2 separate regions of the Zea mays genome follow, and region 2 is linked to region 1. Evidence: chromatin contacts called from public Hi-C data. All regions are on one chromosome and are shown on one strand. Each heading gives the region's core, a stretch centred on a gene start, on an enhancer-like site or on the middle of the called end of the contact. The rest is flanking DNA. Distances are from core to core; before and after follow the strand shown.

Evidence for each region. A called contact is a pair of places that touch in the nucleus more often than the background predicts.
Region 2: a Hi-C map of leaf shows a contact between it and region 1, with 7 times the contacts expected there. The contact joins the promoter of LOC100272986 here to the promoter of LOC100382040 in region 1. A contact is called at or near these places in 2 of 25 Hi-C or Micro-C datasets (ear and leaf).

The regions. Positions count from the first base shown.
Region 1 is chr1:32,808,574-32,814,818 of Zm-B73-REFERENCE-NAM-5.0, forward strand. It overlaps LOC100382040, which reads right to left and starts at 1,682. Exons shown (of 1, transcript NM_001174805.2): 1 at 1-1,682. The coding sequence starts at 1,564.
Region 2 is chr1:33,108,261-33,115,311 of Zm-B73-REFERENCE-NAM-5.0, forward strand. It overlaps LOC100272986 (putative glycosyl hydrolase family 10 protein), which reads left to right and starts at 4,693. Exons shown (of 6, transcript NM_001147437.1): 1 at 4,693-4,900; 2 at 5,009-5,040; 3 at 5,862-6,021; 4 at 6,146-6,318; 5 at 6,410-6,511; 6 at 6,628-7,051. The coding sequence starts at 4,807. It overlaps LOC100274428, which reads left to right. Exons shown (of 5, transcript NM_001148787.3): 5 at 874-1,293. The coding sequence ends at 902.

The DNA.
Region 1 (6,245 bases), core at 432-2,931:
ACATGAACGCGACGTAGTCGTCCTCCCCGGCGTCGTAGACCAGGCCGGGGTCCAGGGCCTTGCCCAGGGTGATGTGGCCGGCGCCGTAGTCGAACGGCGTCGCGCCGCGCCCGGGCTCTGCCTCGTCGCCCACGGGCCCGCCGCGGTTGTCCGTCACGATGGCCGTAGTCATCAGCGCGGACCGTATCGCCGCCGGCGACCACCCGGGGTGCGCGGACCGGAGCAGCGCGGCGGCGCCGCTGGCGTGCGGGCACGCCATGGACGTCCCGGACAGGATGTTGAACTCCGTGCGGCGGGTATCGCCCTCCAGGCCGGTCGGACCCGTGGCGCCCGTCCACGCGGCGAGGATGTTGACGCCCGGTGCGATGAAGTCCGGCTTGAGAATCTCCGGGACGAGCCCGTTGGGTCCACGCGCCGAGAAGGAGGCCACCACGGGTGCCGGCTTGACGCCGACGACCGTGCCCCCGAAGCTGATTGTCGCCATCGGGCTGGAGGCGTTCGCGGCATACGCTTTGACCGCGTCGCCCTCCTTCTCGCCCACCGCGCAAGCAGGGAGGACGTGGGCGTCTCCAACCAGTCCCTCGCCGTTGGCCTCCCCGTTAGTAAGGACCATCGCCGCGCCACCAGCTTCCTTGACGACCATTCCCTTGGCCACGCGCGGGCTGCTGCCGCGGTCGCAGACGACGATCTTGCCTTTCACCAGTGAAGGGTCGATGGAGTTCTCCATGCACAGCGAAGCGGAGAGCCCGCCAGTCCTCCCGGGGTAGTACAGAGGCAGCGATGAGTTGGTAAGAGGCTTGCCGGAGTACAGCGACACGCCGGACAAGCGTCGGCCGTCGCCCAGCACGATTTCAGCCGGGAAATTACGGTCGATGGTGCCGGCGCCAACGGTGGCAAGCCACGGGGCGAGGTTGGTCACCGACATGGAGGCCGGCCCTTCGTTTCCAGCGGAGGTGGCCACGAACACCCCCCGGGAGACGGCTCCGTACGCGCCGATCGCGATCGGGTCGAGGTAGAACGGAGCCGTGACGCCGCTGCCGCCGCCGATCGAGACGGAGATGACGTCGACGCCGTCAGCGACGGCGCGGTCGAAGCCCGCGAGGATGTCGGAGTCCATGCAGCCGGCGCCCTTCCAGCAGACCTTGTACGCGGCCACCCTGGCCTTGGGCGCGACGCCCTTGGCGACCCCGGGCGCGTAGCCCTCCATGCTGGCGCCGTACGCGACGCTGCCCGCGGCGGTGGTGGCCGTGTGCGTGCCGTGGCCGTCCGCGTCGCGGGGCGACATGAACTCGACGGAGCCGTTGGACGCGGCGGCCGAGGCGCCGAAGCGCGCGGCGTGGCCCTGCGAGAAGAAGCGCGCGCCGACGAGCTTCCTGTTGCAGGACGAGGCCGGGAAGCCGGGGCCGGCGTCGCAGCCGCCGCGCCAGCGCGCGGGGACGGGCGGCAGGTTCCTGTCGGACAGGCTGCGGCGCTCGGGCCAGACGCCGGTGTCGAGCACCCCGACGATGACGTCGGAGCCGTAGTCCGCGAGGGACCAGAGGCCGAGGCGCGCGCGGAGGCCCATGAACTGCGGCGACCGGGTGGTGTGAAGCGGGCGGGCGCGGTCCTCGAACGCGGCGAGCACGGCCGGGTGGCGCCGCAGCTCCTCGGCGCGGGACGCCGGCACGGACGCGGAGAAGCCGTGGAAGACGGTGCCGTAGACGTGGAGCGGCCGCAGCGGGGTTGCCCCCGGTGCCGCCGAGGCGAACGCGGCGGAGGCGTACCAGTGCGCGTGGGTGGGGAACACGGACGGCTTGGCGCTGTGGTCCACGCGGAAGATGTACGTCTTCCGCGCCTCCTCCTCCTCCTCGGCGCCGCCATCTGCTCGCAGTAGCGCCGGCGCCATCAACGCCACCAGCGCGAGGCCGAGGAGGAGGACGGGGAACGGGTAGCGAGGAGGACTCGCCATTGGTGGGTGAGCAAGCGAGCGAGCGAGACAGTGTGTGAGTGAGTGGGAGTGGGAGAGTGATGGCACCGTGTGCCGATGCCGAGGACGAGCGGTGGAGGCGGCAGCAGTGCGCGGGGAGTTATTAATTGCGGGGTAGTGGGGGTGTTGGGGCAGCAGCAGTTTTGGCCTTTTTGCGCCGCGCTGGCCGTTCGACGTGGGCTTGGGTTTTCGTACGTACAACGACAGCGGCGGTAGTAAAGTCTTTCGCCCCGCTGCCAGTACCAACGTCCCCGATAAATGGCCGCCGTGGGTTTTCAGTCAGATGGGCGTCAGGGTGGGGAAAAGGTCTGGGAATGGTCGTGGGGCGCTGGTAGCTGCCGCCGTGTGCTTTCCGTGCGGATCAGCCACGTCTGCGGTTGTGATTGTGAGCAGGGGAGAGTGGGAGCGACGCGACCAGCACCAGCTAGCGAGACCGTGGGTGGGCGTCGCCATCTCTTCAAAAATGAGCGGTGCGACGTGGCAGTACCGCAGGGCGCGGGTTCTCTCTCGTGTTAGCTGTGTTGATCTGATCGTTCTCGAACATCTGGGCCAGTTTCTATATCGGCACAAGAGGATACAGCTGCTAGCTGCATGAATATATGCTGGAGGTCGCGAGGACCTGTCACTTTGCTCGTTTGTGATGATACTGCTGCTAAGCTCCCTCGGGGTCGTATCGTAGCCTCGTAGGGTCCCAGGCGATGGCGATACCCATGTGTGGCTTTGCCTTTGCGACAACACGAGCGGGGACCTCCGGACCTGAACTGAGCTGGCCGCAAACGACGAAGGATAAACGTGGATTAGGCATATGTGCTGCATTAACGTGGGCATCGGTCCTAAACCCGATCAGGGAGCGGAGACGGGAGCGTGCTTTGGCGGTAAAGCGAGCTTTGGGGCTCTAGCCACGCTCATTTTTCCCAGTGGCTATGGCATCTATCGAAAAGGCGTTACTGAATGATGAGGTCCCTGCCCACCGAAGTGGTGACCGCTTCATTGACTCCGTTTCTTTGTTCCCTGCCGGTCACGAGGCGCCCCAATTGTGGCGCAAAATCGGTGACTTTTTGGTTGGAACGGGCAGGGGCCGGCCGACGGGGCCCTCCCTCGATGTCACTTGGTCAGGGTTTACAAAAACTGGTACAAAAACCTAGTTTTCGGTACAGTTTCTCGTTCCCGGTTCGGTTTCCAACCAGTATTTTAAAATTTTCTACAAAATTTAAAAATTTCAAAATATAAACAGAATCAAGGGAAAAATATGATGAAAAAACTCGGAGTAAAGAGTAAGCCTAGTCCAGACGCGCCATTCGGTTCAGTCAGACCAGTTCCGGACGTCTATAAAAACACCCCAGACCTCTAGGAATTAGGGTTTCAGGACGGTTTCTCGTTCCCGGGCTGTGACTGTCCTAGGCGCGAGCGGTGGAGTCAATTGCGATCTCTCGAGGCGCGAGCGGGGGCGTCGACTGCGATCTTCCGAGGCGCGATCGGTGGCGGTGGCGGTGGCGACGACCTTCCGAGGCGCGAGTAGTGATGGCTGTGGTGACCGTCCGTGGTGGCATCTAAAGAGTAAAGACAACAACCTCCTCCGATGCGGCACATCTCGAGCGTCCTCCTCCGACGACCATCTTCGATCTAATGGCCTCTGAGGCGTCCTTTTCATCTGGCGGCCTCGGAATGGTCTTCCAGCGAGCTATCCGATCAATGCTTATGTCATCGATGATTATGTTTTATGTCTACTACTTAGACTATTTATGCATTCAAGTGATTATTTTTACTATGATGAATACGATTTCTACGTTTGCCATAAAATTGTCCCGAATTCTTGCGGGGCTGTTAGTTGAACCGATGATATATTTTTTATCAATTATGGTACACGGTGTAAGTATTTATACGATTTTGTATAAGAATTTATACTCTACGTGAATCATGGCATCCAATTTATTGCACGCGTGCAATAAAAACGAAAATATCATCCAAAATTTGCGCGCATACAATAGAAACTCCCAAGCATAATTTCTGGATCTCCATAAAAATAGAAACAACATGCATGCGATTCCCGTAATTTTTGATCTGAGGATCGTGAATACAACACACTAGAGCTATCAATCTCTTATATTGGCTTGATATTTTGCGCTTATAACTGAGGACGTTTTATGCTTAAAAGTTAAGGTTTTACGCTCAAACCTGGAGCGTCCACGTCTAGTTGCATGACTGTTGGATTGATCCTATATTTATGGAGGAAATAAAACATTTAAATAAGATTTTTTTAAGCATGTCAATTCATTTTATTCCATCGCACATTCCTGCATCATAAATTTGTACGCATGTAGTAGAAAACATATTTTTACGCAATATATCGAATTTCATAAATATCTAAATCGCGTAGCATAATTAGTATCAGTATATATAATAAACTAATTCTGACGAGTTTAGGTGTTTGGCTGTTCAAGCAATCCTATATCTATAGAGGAAATAAAATATTAAATACGATTTTTTCATATATGCCAATTCATTTACTTTCATCGTATATTTTTGTTATCCTAATTTTGTGTGCATACAACAGGTAATAGATTTTTACGCAGTGTACCGAATTGCATAAATAGCTACACTGTGTAGCATAATTAGTATCAGTATATATCATAAACTGGTCTCCAAAAGTCTAGCTGCATGAATGTTACAACAATTATATATTTATGGAGGAAATATAAAGCATTTAAAATAGAAACCATAATATATCTCTTTTCTAAATTTATGAGTATGCAGATAAACGTGTTTGACTAATACATGTCTTCCTAGATTTTGTACGCATAGACCTGAGATGATGGGCGTACCCGGCTGGCTTGGAAATGTGGATGCGCGGGTAGGCTTGGTCCAGCCAGTTCGCATGTTGGCTAACGGACAGAAGGCCAACGTGGGTTGTAGCTAACGGACTGAAAGCCGGTGGGCTACACCTTGTGCACTGTTCATTTTGTTTTCTATTTTTTGAATTACATTTTAATTGAAATAGCAAATCAATTTGAATTTAAACCAAACAAATTTGAATTCTCTCAAATACAATCAAATACGGTGGCATCAACGCGTCAGTCAAGTTTGAAAATAAAATTTATAAATCTTTTATCTAGAAAATTATTTATTATCATGCTCTACAAATTGTATTAAAGATATACAAATTGAAACAAAAAATGTATTCTAAAAAATAGAGTTTTATTCTATCCTTGTTCAAATTGATCGGAACCTTCTTGCATAGATAAGTTATTGGAAACCTTTCTCGGTGGGCGACGTGGTCTTCCTCAAGCTCATGGCCTACGTCCAGTCGTCGGTGGCCCTACGCGCCCACCACAAGTCGATGTTCCCCTTCTTGTTCGTCGCCTATGGATTGGAGCTTCCGCCACCCGCAATCAGCCTTCCATGTTTCACAGCTCAAGGCCTTGACGTTTCATCTGCTTTACCTTCTGATCTCGTTGAGTTTCAAGTGCCTGTCTAGATTCTGCAACGCCGTTAGACGATTAGTAGCCATCTTGTACAGCGAGTGCTCGTCTAGTGGTAGAGCTGAACAAAATACTCGTGACTCAATAAATCGCTCGACTCGGCTCATTAATAGCTCGGCTCGAGACTCAGCTCGTTTTAATTTTGTAGCGAGCCAAGCTAGCATTCTAGCTTGGTTCTCTAATGAGCCAGCTCGGATTAGCTCGTGAGCTAACTCGCGAGCCAAACAAGCAGACACAACACAAGTTTGTCTAGTCGTTAGTGTCGTCTCATCTCTCATAGTCTTGTTTTATCGTAGTTATGATATGTGATATGGACATGTGTGGATATGTCATGTGCTTAAATATTTACATTATTGCATGGCTACATACCTACATTGCATATTTAATATTTGATTATTGGTTATAGTTTTGTGAACTTTGTTTCTAAAAGCATTATGATGTTAGTGTTGTGCAATGAAATGTTACGTGTTTGTGGAATGGATGATGAATTGCTTTATAATGATGCTTGTTGCTATCTTATTATAACAAGGGTTTATAAATCTATAAGTTAATACATATCTGGTTATTTAATTTAATATTAAAAGTTAGAAGCGCTAGGACGATGATATGATAATAATGCTATAAAGGTTTTGGGTTTGTAATGTTAAACACTTAAAATATGACTTTTCGGTTATATATATTTATGTACATAGATCTTTGTATTTAGTTGTGTAGCTCGCGAGCCTACCGAGCTGGCTCGAGCTTCCTAACAAGCCGAGCCGAGCTGGCTCGTTACAATAACGAGCCATAATGAGCCGAAT
Region 2 (7,051 bases), core at 3,443-5,942, 300 kb after region 1:
CATTGTAGTATATTTTCTTGGGTTTCTGTTTGTCAGGGCCCAAGAGGGCCCGCTACAGTAGTGTCCCCAGCCATCCATAACACTGTTTGTGTTTGACTGCTCCAAGAGTATTTTTATGATTTATTTATTCAAGGGAAATTGGGGAGCCCACTTGCAAGTTAGGGTGGGAACCCCACGTACATCTCAGTCGTTACGTTCTAGCATCTGCAAGTTTGATGTGTTTTCATATTCCCCTCTTGTGAACGTTGAAAAGCCAGTATAATTAATCTTTGGCCTCTAGCATTCCCCTCGGCCCTCGTTCAGGTTGTCCCACACAGGGGCGAATCCAGGATTCGATCACGCCGTGAGCAGGTCTATTAGATATAATATTCATTTAATATATTTTGGTTTAAAAACAACAAATGTAACTAGAGATACGTCTGCCCGTGTTCCACATACCATGGAGAGGTGCTAGATATGTTTGTCGCATGAATACTTTTGCCAAAGCTTGGTCCACTAGGAGAATTATAAAGGACAATGATGGAACCCAAACTCAGAAAAAAATGTAGTCTATCTCAAGGGATGTTCCAAAGCCTACATAAACATTTTGGAATTCCTGTTGGGGATAAGACAACTCAGCAGTGAGATTATGTGATAACTATACATATTGGATTTTTTTGTTTTGTCGACATACATACTAACATACAGGGTATTTAAAAACATATAAAACCTACAGGTATTACACGACAAAGGATTTTTTTCTTTCTATAAGACATGAACATGATAAATAGTTGTGATGCAGGTGGGCATTTGAAAGCCCGCTTAGCTTTGCAGCAGGTGGGTTGCTTCAATTTTTGACTTCATTCGATTCTGACATCCCCGTAAAATTTTCAGGCCAGAGCTCTGATATCCCAACTGAATGAAGGCAACACTGATAAAACATTTCTTGCATCAGTGGTTCCAGCCCATTGCTGGGAGCATTATCGATGCGTTCGTCATAAAATTAGATTTGTACAGTTGTGGCGGTTGTGCTGTGATGATGTTGGTTCGTGTATGTATATGACTGTATATATATGTTTGTGCTAATACTACTGCTGCGGCCTGTATATTTGGCCAGTTGACGACTTGTCACCGGTTGTGGTCAGTAGTAAATGATGAGTGGTAACTGTGTTTGTTACCACGTAGTTTGGAACGAAGAACTTGAGCGGTTCAGGTAAAAGACTTGTCGCATTACAAATTGTTGAACTTATCCGATGTAGGGTTGCATTGCATAGTTGGACTGCTATGCTTTCGAGAGAAAAAAAAAAACTTGTCACGCTCCATCTTCATCTGAATGGTTCAGAAACCAGGAAAGCTAAATTCTTGATGCTGACACGGTGACACTGAGACAAAGATAATGCACGTTACGTGTCGCGGTCATCTCGTACCGCCGTTTCCCGGAGTAGAATGGACTCGTGAGGCCGGCAGAGTCCCGAGGCTTGGCCGGACGCCTGGACCAGAATAGCGCCAGCCAGCCGCGCCTTTGTGATGGAGAGATGCGCGCGAAAAAAGTGCGCACGCGTAGGCTCCCTTTACCAGCCAAATACTTGGCACGGCACGGGTCATCCGATGGCAGGGGCAGGCACAGAACCGGTGGAGTACGTTCGGGGACAGAACGGACCGATCAAATTGGCGTCGACCGCGCCGATCAAATCCTGGCCACGAGTTGCCCGAGTCACATGACCCAAGAACAATGGCACGGGCACGGGCACGGTAGCCGAGCTGTACTTGTCCAGCGCCCGCAGCTGCGAATCCTGCAGCAGATGTCCGCTCGATCCGTGACCGTGCCGCCGAATCCCAGCCCCATCCGGCGTCGTCTTTTCTCGGGTGGCAGGCGCGCGGCACCGCTAGTCAAACATACCCCGTGGCCGCCTGGCCGGGCTCTGGCTCGCGCACGCCCGTGAATCCGCCGAGGCGTACCCCTAGCCTACCGAGGCCGGCGGGCCGCGCCAAACCAAGCCAAGCGCAAGCGGCCAGCGGGCTCGTCTACCGCCAAAACGTGAGCCAGCCAACCAGCCATCGCGTGGCGCGCGGCGGCGGCGTCGAAAGGTCGCTGTGCAGCAGCAGCCCGCCCTGCATCGATTAGGGGTGAACCCGCCCAACTACCGGATACGGATAGTGTAAATACTTATATTTTTATACGGATTTAGCTATTTTTATATTCAGGACGAATACAGATAATATCCGAATAGTGTAGCTTCGAATTTGAGTCGGATACAGAGCGGTTACTACCCAGATATTCGGGGTTAGATACGGGTACTCGATTTTGTTCTGCATCATAATATAGTTATAGAATTATAACTTTTACATATGAAACCGGATAAAGATAAAGTTTATATGAAGATTATAGAGCTAGAAGAGATCTATAACTTTGTAGTACATCACATTTTTGTTTAAACATATTTTTAGACCAAAATAATTGAAATAATGTCTAAATTTATATTAAAATAATAGACTTTTGGCATTTTCATATGGGACTTAAGGTTATCTCCATGTGAGAACTTAAGATTATCTTTTTATAAACTATTTATTAATATTGGTAACTTAGTTGCAATTTTCGATCGACACTACAATATTTTTATGAATTTAATTGTATTTTAATGATTTTCTAAGTATCTAAGTTTTAACATAATTAATACTTCACTTTACCATTTTACGTGGGAATTTGAGATTATATTCTATAAAATGTTTATTAGTCTTGATAATTTACTTGTAATTTCATAGTCGAACAATAATATTTTATGATAACCAATTAATGCATTATCCGACAAGTATCTGATATCCGATCAAATAATATTCGTATCCGTCACTTTTCCGCTCAGATAAATATCCGATCCATATATCCATACTCGTCCTGTTTCTAACTATGCATATCCGATCTCAAACCCGTTTTAAATACATTAGGATATGATACAGGATACTATCCGTCCATATCTGTCCATTTTCACCCTAGCATCGATGCGCATGCGCTCTTTCTCCTCCGAGACCCTGTGGTGGTGGCGCCTACAATTGAATACTTTTGTGAACGAACGTGGTAGGATTAGCGCGCGTGCGAGCGCCCCACTCCGCGTATTTTGTGCAGCCTGTAGCCGCGTGTACACGGCTAGTCGGCTCTACGGAACAAAAATAAAGATACTCCGCGAGTGCCCCCCACTGTCCGTGTGTATTTTGGGGGCAAGGCAAAGCACCGGATGTTCTAGCAACCGCATGGCCGCATGCATTGCATGGCCCGTGTTCGCAAAGGGGATCCCTTTTTCTGGCCGGCAAGCGCGCGGCTTTGGAAACCCACTTCCGAAAGGCAGACAATAATTCCAACCGCTGCGGCGTGCGGTGCCTTTGGACCGATGATTCCCCTGTGGAAAAGATGGGCTTAAACTCTCCCCCCCTTTTCGTTTGTTTGGTGAAGAAAGCCGACGAAGATAATAATAATAAGAAGATTTATCGATACGCGAAAGGCAGCGGTAGGTTGTAGCCGAATTAAGTACAATACAATGCTGTATTCAGTTTTATACAAGTGGGCTGCTTTTGGCAAATTAGTAAAACGTACCAAGCGATGCACGTAACCTACGTTATGTTTTCACAATGCGGTAGGCCGTGTAGCACCCAGCTACTACACACTACTGCCGCTAACCTATGTACTACTAAAATATGAACACCGGGTGTTCATGCACAACTATTTACTAGCCGCACGAGTACGGGGCAAGCGAGAGGATCGAAAAGGGAACTCGTGACATCGCCAGCCACTGATCGACCGACTTTTGCACCGCTTCATTCGCGGAATGTGTGATTATCCTCGTTGGTGAACGGCCTCAAGCAAGCCATGCAGAACAACGGCCTCAAGCACTTGCCGGCATGCCGAGCATCACTACATTCACACTAGCTCTCTACGGGACACGGCGCCCCCAGCGACACGTGAATTGGTGACAGGATATCGTACGTGACTACCACCCCTTGGGCTTTACCACGTACACCGCCGACCCATCTGCGCCCGCCGGTTCAATGCCAGGGAGAAAACAACAGAAGAAACTTCGAGGTCCGCGGTACAGTTCCCATGGCGTGACGCGGGGCGGCGGACCCACACGAGACCACGGAATAAGGCGACGGGTACTCACAGGACCCTGATATGATCTTACCTTCTTCACCACCCCGTGCCTACTGCCTACCGCTCTGCCGCTCGCATGTGAAGTGAACCGGCCGGGGGAACAGGCGCTAGTACTGTTGGCTAGGCCCGGTGCAGGAGCACCAGCAGAAGACGGCCACCAGTGACCAGCCCGCTACGCTGGCTAATTTAGGAGTCCAAATACCGAAAGGAATTGAAGGAGCTAAAATCCATAATTTATTCAAAATTGAGTAAGTAGGGGATTTTAGTCCCTCCAAACTAGCCATAAGCGAACAGCGGGTTATTACTTGCGGCGGCAGCAGCAGACTCCCGAGGACCAGGTGTACGTGAATATACGTGGTGGGCAGCACCCACAGCGGCCGGCCCGTGACTCCGCCGGCCAGGGCCAGTGGTAGCTTGCCAAGTGCGAGAAGGCCGGCGCTCTCTGATCAAGTGCGGAAACGGGTGGTGCCAACTGCCATGTGACCACCGGCTATATATAGCGATGCACAGCTCCCCTTGCTCTGATCACGACCCGCGTGTAGGTGTAGCACTCTCCATCCTCATTGCTAACTGCTCGATTCTCCTCCATACCCTTGTGCACGCACAGCCGACACTGCAGTGAGGAACTTGAACAGAGGAAGAAGCCCGGCTGAGCGCTCTCTCGTCTAGCTAGCTGCGCTGCGGCGATGAAGATGCATCGCTTCGCTCTGCGTGGCCTGGGGTTTCTCGTCCTGTGGATGCTGCATTGCGGAAGCGAGCTCGCCGCGGCGGTGCCTCCAGGTCAGTGGCTCGCACAGTCGCACTCCCCCTTTCTACCTCTCTCTCGTACTTCGTTTTTTTTCCTGCGAGTTATCATATCCATCGTTTGAGCTTCCTGGTGACATGCAGATGGCTGGTACGATTACTCCGCCTACACCGACGTAAGTCTCCATGCACCGAATGAAGCATTCTTTTTTCTTCCAGAATCGCCAAGCTTTTATCTGCACACGTCATGCATGAGTAACACCCAGCAGCAAATGCAAGTTCGTTTCGTTCATTATTAACCGTTCAAACTATATGCGTGTATCTCTGATGGTTCTTGCATCTTTATCAAACACACCATTTCACCCGGGTGACCACTAAATAACCAATGCGGTCGGCAGCAGAGAGAGCCGGGGAAGATGGCGAAGCTCAAAGCCGCCATTGTTGGGACCACAAAACAAATGCTTCCTCTTCCCCACAAGGCCACAAATCCACAATGCACATGATCCTCCCTCACTCTCTCCGGTCCGTCCGGCCGGCCACTCCAGTTTTGTTCCCATGCGTGCGCTGGGACACCTCAGCGCCCCCACCAGTACAGTACCTACCACACTACCAGAGATGCTAGCAGCCAATAGACATTATCACACGGAGCGAGCAAGTGACAAGTACTATACTACTACACTTCTCGTCTTCTCGATAGTATTCTAAGCTCCATCTGGAATGGTTGCAAGCATCGTGATCATCATGTCCCTCTTTAATTTATCAAGCCCTGCACGCGCGCGGCTAACATGCGGTTCTGGGCCGACCAAGTGACCAACTAACGCAGCGCAAGCAACAGTGAGCCTTCGCGTCGCGCGCGTGTCATCTGTCGCTGTCACGTCCACACCTATCATACGCTTGAGCTTTGATAGAATAAAATAAACTATGCGCGGCGCAGAACATGAACAACAGAGTAGAGCGCGGCGTGCGCTAACTCCAGGTTTATTTGCGTGGCGTCCAGTGCAGGGGCCAGCCGGAGCCGGCGCTGTACAACGGAGGCATTCTCAAGTTCGGCAGCAGCGGCGGAGACCCGGACGGATACCGCACGACGGAGACCGGCGTCTTCTCCCCGGCGTTCGTGGTGTACAACCTCAACAAGACCACCATGTACACCTTCTCATGTGAGCTCTCCTACCCTTTTTGCAGTCATGTAGTACATACACATGTGAGGCCGACTACTAGTACTACTACGCTCGTGCATGTGAGCTTCAATAATTCTCGATCCCTGTCACACGCATGCATCAGGCTGGGTGAAGCTGGAAGGCGCGTACTCGGCTCTGATCACCGCGAGGCTGGCGCCGGACAACACCGGCGCCAGGTGCATCGCCACGGTCGTTGCCAGGAGCGACTGCTGGGCCTTCGTCAAGGGCGGATTCGTCCTGGACTGGCCGACGCAGACCTCGGTCATCTTCTTTCAGGTACGCGCGCAAGCACGCATCGGATGCATGCGCTGGCTGAATTGGCAAATTGAGGTTTTCATTATATATTGTTCATGCGCGCGCCCTGCAGAATGCTGACAAGACGCCCATGAAGATCACCGTGGCGAGCGGGTCGCTGCAGCCGTTCACCACGGACCAGTGGGCGATGCACCAGCAGGATACCATCCGGAAGGTAACGAACGAGGCCGGAGAAGAGGAACGCGTTCGACGATGCGACTAAAGTAGTACAGTACAGTACTAATCTTCTTCATCTCTTGTTTATATATGTATACCCGATCGATCGAGCAGAGGAGGAAGCGCGTGGCGACCATCCACGTGGCCGACCCGCAGGGCGCCCGCGTGGTGGGCGCGTCCGTGTCGGTGCAGCAGACGGCCAAGGACTTCCCGATCGGTTCGGCGATCGCGTCCACCATCCTTGGGAACCAGGCGTACCAGCAGTGGTTCGTGGACCGGTTCAACGCGGCGGTGTTCGAGGACGAGCTCAAGTGGTACTCGACGGAGCCCATGTCGGGGCAGCTGCGCTTCGACGTGCCGGACCAGATGCTGGCGTTCGTGCGGTCGCACCGCGTGATGGTGCGCGGCCACAACATCTTCTGGGAGAACCAGGACGCGACGCCCCGGTGGGTGAAGAACCTGACGGCGGACGACCTCCGCGCCGCCGTCAACACGCGCATCCAGAGCCTCATGACCCGCTACCGCGGCGAGTTCGCGC